Linked DNA regions of Hordeum vulgare: region 1 is linked to region 2. A link is a contact called in public Hi-C data. All regions are on one chromosome and are shown on one strand. Each heading gives the region's core, a stretch centred on a gene start, on an enhancer-like site or on the middle of the called end of the contact. The rest is flanking DNA. Distances are from core to core; before and after follow the strand shown. Region 1 holds the start of LOC123429020 (serpin-Z2A-like). Region 2 holds the start of LOC123429018 (cytochrome P450 76M5-like).

What was found. A called contact is a pair of places that touch in the nucleus more often than the background predicts.
Region 1: a contact with region 2 is called in a Hi-C map of leaf, with 8 times the contacts expected there. The contact joins the promoter of LOC123429020 here to the promoter of LOC123429018 in region 2.

Annotation. Positions count from the first base shown.
Region 1 is chr2H:2,258,986-2,261,777 of MorexV3_pseudomolecules_assembly, forward strand. LOC123429020 (serpin-Z2A-like) reads left to right here and starts at 1,286. Exons shown (of 2, transcript XM_045113090.1): 1 at 1,286-2,044; 2 at 2,166-2,792. The coding sequence starts at 1,295.
Region 2 is chr2H:1,934,600-1,937,553 of MorexV3_pseudomolecules_assembly, forward strand. LOC123429018 (cytochrome P450 76M5-like) reads right to left here and starts at 1,453. Exons shown (of 2, transcript XM_045113088.1): 1 at 540-1,453; 2 at 1-458. The coding sequence starts at 1,448.

The DNA.
Region 1 (2,792 bases), core at 36-2,535, 320 kb after region 2:
TGTGCCACTAGTGCACCAGTTGAGCCCTTATAACATCAATTCAGACAACTTTGTAAGATTTTTTCTACCATTGCGTCCCTAATCCATCTTTTTTATACATTGTTTTTAAGCAAACTAGTTTGCTAATTATATTATTATTACTAATGTCTTTCAACACGTACTCCCACCAGAGACTGTGTCTAAATGGATGTTTACCATCGGCGTTTTGCAAATGGTTAGCTTACGGCCAACTCCGATTATTTACCGTGGTAAATACAGGATATCTCAATGTGAAGACACTCTGAAAATCAAAGGATGGAGAAATGCAATACAAGCATCCACGATACCATTTGGAGAGGAATATTTGCGCATCCCAAAAGTTGAAGATAGGTTGATCTCTGTTCTTCAATATGAAGGTGTAGGAGTTCGCCTTTATTATACTTTTTTACCTAGGAGAGAGCAGTAGTTACTGTTTCAACCTTGTGATAACTTGGTCACTTGTTGTATGATAACAACCTGAGGAGTTCATCTTTTTATGCTATTTTACCTAAAATGATGAAGAGCTTTTTAACTAGTATGTACAATGATGGGGAGTAATACGATGTCGTGTAATGCTTTCTTCATTGTTATATATACGTACTAGCTAGCGTCTAGTTGACACCGACCGAAAATATCAACAAGCGTAAGGAAGCAAAGATGATGAACACAAAAATAAAAAAGGGAAACACAATATGAAACCCCGAAACCCTCCAGAAACCCCTCTTTAAAAAAAACGTCTGGCAGCTGTTGACGTGTGGCCGTCTTTTAGTCTCGATTGGTGTCACCAACCGAAACTAAAGATCCCCGTCCTTGACACCCCAAAACTGCCACGTGAAGCACTGTTAGGCCAGGTTTATAACACAATTGGACTAAAAATTTTGACATTTTGTTCCGATTGTTTAGTCCTGGTTGGAAAACCAGAACTAAAGGTCTCGTCCCTAGCATCCCAAAACAGCCACGTGAAGCACTATTATGTCCAGTTTGTAACACAACCGAACTAAAAATTTCGACATTTTATCCCGATTGTTTAGTCTTGGCTTTTCAATAGGGCCTAAAGATCCTTTAAAACCGGGACTAATGACCTGTTTCCCACTTTTAATATGCAAGTACCTGATGTGCTGCGACTCAGTCAGCCCCACATTCGCAGCTAAGGCACGCGGCATCGGCCACCGGCAAGAAGGCAAGCAGGCGGCATCCATCACCGGCGCTGTTGGCAACAGTTATGAGAGGTGGGTGGGTGGGTGTGGGTGTGGGTGTGGGTGCCACAGGAAGGAAGATGATGGTGGGTGTGGTGTGGGAACGCTGCTTGCTTCCTCCTCCCTTGTATAAGCTGCCTTCACTAATCAATTTCCGTGTGAACGTCCAAGGCAAATTCGCTCCATACAAATTCGCATCATCAAATCAAAACTCAAGAGAGAAGCATCAACGCAAAGACAAACTAAAGATGGAATCAGTCAAGGAGTTGGCCATCCGCTGCTTCGAGATGCTCTGCCCGGGCGCCGACGACGATTACCACGCCATAGCCCGGAGGCTCGGCCTGATGGAGCCCGATTACGCAGCCCAACGGGCGGAGGCAGCGGCGTTGAAGGCAGCGGAGGCGGAGGCAGCGGCCTCGGCCGCTCGATGGGACGAGGCCGATCATGCCGCCGCCCACGACGGCCTGCAGGCGTTCGCCCTCGGCCTAAACAAGCGCCTCTGTGACCTCAACGCCGGCAGGAGCCACAACCTGGCCTTCTCGCCGTTGTCTGTCTACGTGGCCCTCTCGCTGGGGGCTGCCGGCGCACGAGGACGCACCCTCGAGGAGCTGCTGGCCATCCTCGGCGCTCCTTCGCCGGACCTCCTCGCCGGCCATGTCTGCGCGCTGGCCGAGCAGGCCCTCGCCGACCGGTCCCAAAGGGGTGGCCCGCGCATCAGCTTCGCATGCGGCGTGTGGCACGACACCACCATGCCCCTCCGCTCAGCCTACCGTCACGTCGCCACCGAGTCGTACAAGGCCGTCACTCGCGCCGTCAACTTTCTTGACAAGGTGATCACTCATTTCACCTACTCCTAGATTTCTAAAGAATTTTCATGCACTGACGGAGGGAGTATGTACTACAGATACGTCGTTATTAACTATGTATCCTTGGTTGTGGTGGTACGTGCAGCCGGAGGAGGCAAGGCAGCAGATCAACGCATGGATCGCCGCATCGACCAACAACCTCATCCCATCCATCCTCAGCCCAGGCACGTTGTGCCACCGCACCACCCTGCTACTCGCCAATGCCATCTACTTCAAGGGCAAGTGGAACAAGCGATTCAACAAAGGGCGCACCAAGGCCGGCAAGTTCCACCGCCTCGACGACACATCCGTCTACTCGCCCTTCATGCGCGGCATCGGCGACCACAGAATCGCGTGCCATGACGGCTTCAAGGTGCTCCAGCTCCGCTACGAGCAAGGACGCCCCTTGTCGGGGCCGATCTACTCGATGTGCGTCTTCCTCCCGGACGCGCGTGATGGGCTATGGTGGCTCACCGGCAAGATCGCCAGCGACCCCGACTTTTTGCTCAAGCACCTGCCGACGAGCGACGTCGAGGTCGGCGACTTCCGGCTGCCTAAATTCAAGGTCAACTTCCGCATGACGATGAATAACATTCTCCGGGACATGGGGCTCAAGGTTGCTTTCGAGCCTGGGAAGGCCGACATGTCGGGCATGGCGGACGACGGCGCGGGGCTGGCACTGCAGGACGTGATTCACCAGGCCGTCATCGAGGTGAACGAGGAAGGCAGTGAG
Region 2 (2,954 bases), core at 203-2,702:
CCAGGGCAGACCCTCCGTCCGGCGCCGAATGGCCTATAGGTATTGTCGCCCTTGCCTTGAAAGTGCACGGCCTCACCTGCACCTACAGCCAGGAACCTTTCAGGCACGAACTTGTCAGGTTGAGGCCACATCGCAGGGTCTCTTCCGATTGCCCACAAGTTGACAACGACACCTGTTCCGATCGGGATGGGGAATCCACCCAGTGAGACTCCGTCGGCAGCCACCTCCCGTGGTATCAATGGTACTGCTGGGTGCAGCCGCAATGTCTCCTTCACCACGGCGTGGAGGTAGGGAAGGTTGTCGAGGTCGCTCTCCTTAACAAAATCACTGGACCCAACTGCAAGGCATGCTGAGAGCTCGTTTCGCACCTTGTCCATCTTCTCTGGGTGGCGCAGTAGCTGCGCCATAGCCCACTGCACAGTAACTGTGCTCGTGTCACTTGCCGCGATGAACATATCCTGTACAGAAATAAAACAAATGAACATTCGACATGCATACAATATATGCAAACGGAAAAGGTACACAATGAACATACGTACTGTTAGGAACGTGACTATTTCTTGGCGCGTGAGCTTGGACATGGCATGTCGCATGAGGAGAATGTCCAAGACGTCGTTGGTGTTCTTACCGCCGGTGCTAGTTCTAGCTAACCGGCGCTGAATGATCTCTTGGTGAAAGAACTTGAAGAGTTTGGCGAGATGTATGGAAATGCGGCGGCGCGAGCCAAGGAGGTGGTCAATTGGTGCAAGGAAGGGGAAGGCGTCGGAGACGTTGGATTTTGACCACTCCTCTAAAACCGGCACTATGAGTCCCCTAAAAGGTTGGGGCCCCGGCATGCACAAGTCCACCACATCCTCAGAAAAGAGGATGTTGGATATGACATTGAGCACCGTGCGGTTCACGGCCTCCCTGATTACGACCGGCGTGCCAGTGCCAGAGCATGCCCTTAAGTGCTCGGTGAGATGCCCGGCATGGCATTCCAAGATGGGCCGGATTGTATCCAAGCCCCGGCCAGAGGAGAAGCGGGCGCCCATGATGGTGCGGTCTTGCTTCCACAATGGGTTGGAGCTTGGAAGGAAGACCATGGACGTCGCGCCATACGACATGGCATGAACGGTGTCCGGCACAAGCCTGGACGCGAGTGCTGCATCATTTTTGGCAAGGGCCTCGTGAGCCGCAGCGGCTGAGGACACCACGACGATGGTGCGGGTCAGACCGAGGCGGAGGGACAAGACGGGTCCATAGGTTTGAGCGAGGGAGGCGAGCGCGGAGTGCGGGTTGTTGCGGAGCGGGCCAATGACATAGAGAAGGTTGCCGAGGATGGGGTAGCCGGCAGGGCCGGGAGGCCAAGTAGGAGAAACTCTCTTTTTGTTGTGTTTGTGCAGGATGTGCACTACATGAACGGTGATCACAGCTACTATACAAGCCAGCAATGCAGAGAACCACATTGTTGGCTTAGTTGTGTGGAGATGAGTGCCATCATGTGTTGTAGTACGTATTTATACATGATGATCTGCGCTGACCACGCGAACCACGTTTTCACCTGCCACTCGCCCAGTTCACAAGTTGGCTAACCACGCGAACCGCGCTTCACATATTTTATTTTTATCCAGCAATAAGCAGAAGAGCATCATACAAATCACATGGTGATCACTGCATTAGATTATAACACATTATGTGGGTGAGCATTGAAAACGACCGCTATGGAAAATATTAGTGCTATCACCTCTTTAGCTTTTCCTCCCCTATTTCTTCACGGTGAGCTGGTGGATTCGCCTCTGGCATCCGCCGTTCCGGTTAGTACCTTAGTTCATGGTTTTTGAATCCTTGCAGGTATGATCACCACTTTAGATTATGACACCTATGTGGGTACGAACATAGAAAATGGTACATAAGGAAAGTATTAGTGAAATTAAATTGAGTGACGCGCTTTGATGCTCGGGCTACGTCGAACATTTTTTTTAAATATTTTAAAAACGACCGGTATGGAAAATATATTACTCCTTTAGCTACAAGTGGATGCCCGATAACAGTCTCTTGTGGGCCCTGCTCAATGGCCTAAAAATGCTAGAAAGTGAAAGCACAACAAATTGGACGGCATACCACGGACACACAAGGCGTCAAAGGAATCGCCACAGGAGTTAGTAAATTTTCCGTCAACCTCAAACAAACGGCAAAGGCTGAAAAACAGATGACAAAGACTTGCAAATTGTAAATAGAAAAAGAGCTAATTTGCCGTCAGCTTTCTGTTAGACACATGGCAAAGTCTTTGTCGCTTGTTTTTCACACTCTGCAGTCGTGAAAGGAGGGTAATAGATGTCAGCTGCAACAGTCCTGGCAAGTTGCCCCCCTGCTGATATGTTGTCAGTTTTCTACGAATCAGACGTCAAAGAAAAAATGTATAGATAGATAGATGTTGCTCCTCTCACGGCTAGTACGTCCGGCGCCCACGACGCTGAAGAGGACAGGATGGCCGCCACGTTCCACTCTCCATGCCGGGAATATGAGTAGTAAATGTGCAGGCAATCTCGTCGCCGTGCAACACCCTCGCTCGCGTCTAGATCGGTTGTCGTCCCCTTCGCTCGGGTAGGGTGTCGTGGCCCTCGTTTGTTGGCCGGCACGTGCAGACAGTTGCTGGTCTGTGTGTGCTCCTAGCCTTTGCCTTGGCCACACGGAGCTCCCTCTAGGTCGGGCGGCGGCGAAGTAACCGGCGCCGAGCTGGGGCCCAAATCGACGCGATGGGCATCAAGAGTTTCATATCGATCTTAAGGCGGCTTAACGCCGGCCAGGAGTTGTTATTCATGTTAACCGCATGTAACCATAGGCCTTATCTCTATATCATAGTTGACTTGATTCACAAGATGTAATACCGACAACTTGTATATTTATCTCAGGGATAAGCCCCCTGCCTAAATAAGCACATACGCACCACCTCCAACGAGGTAAGCCGCTTC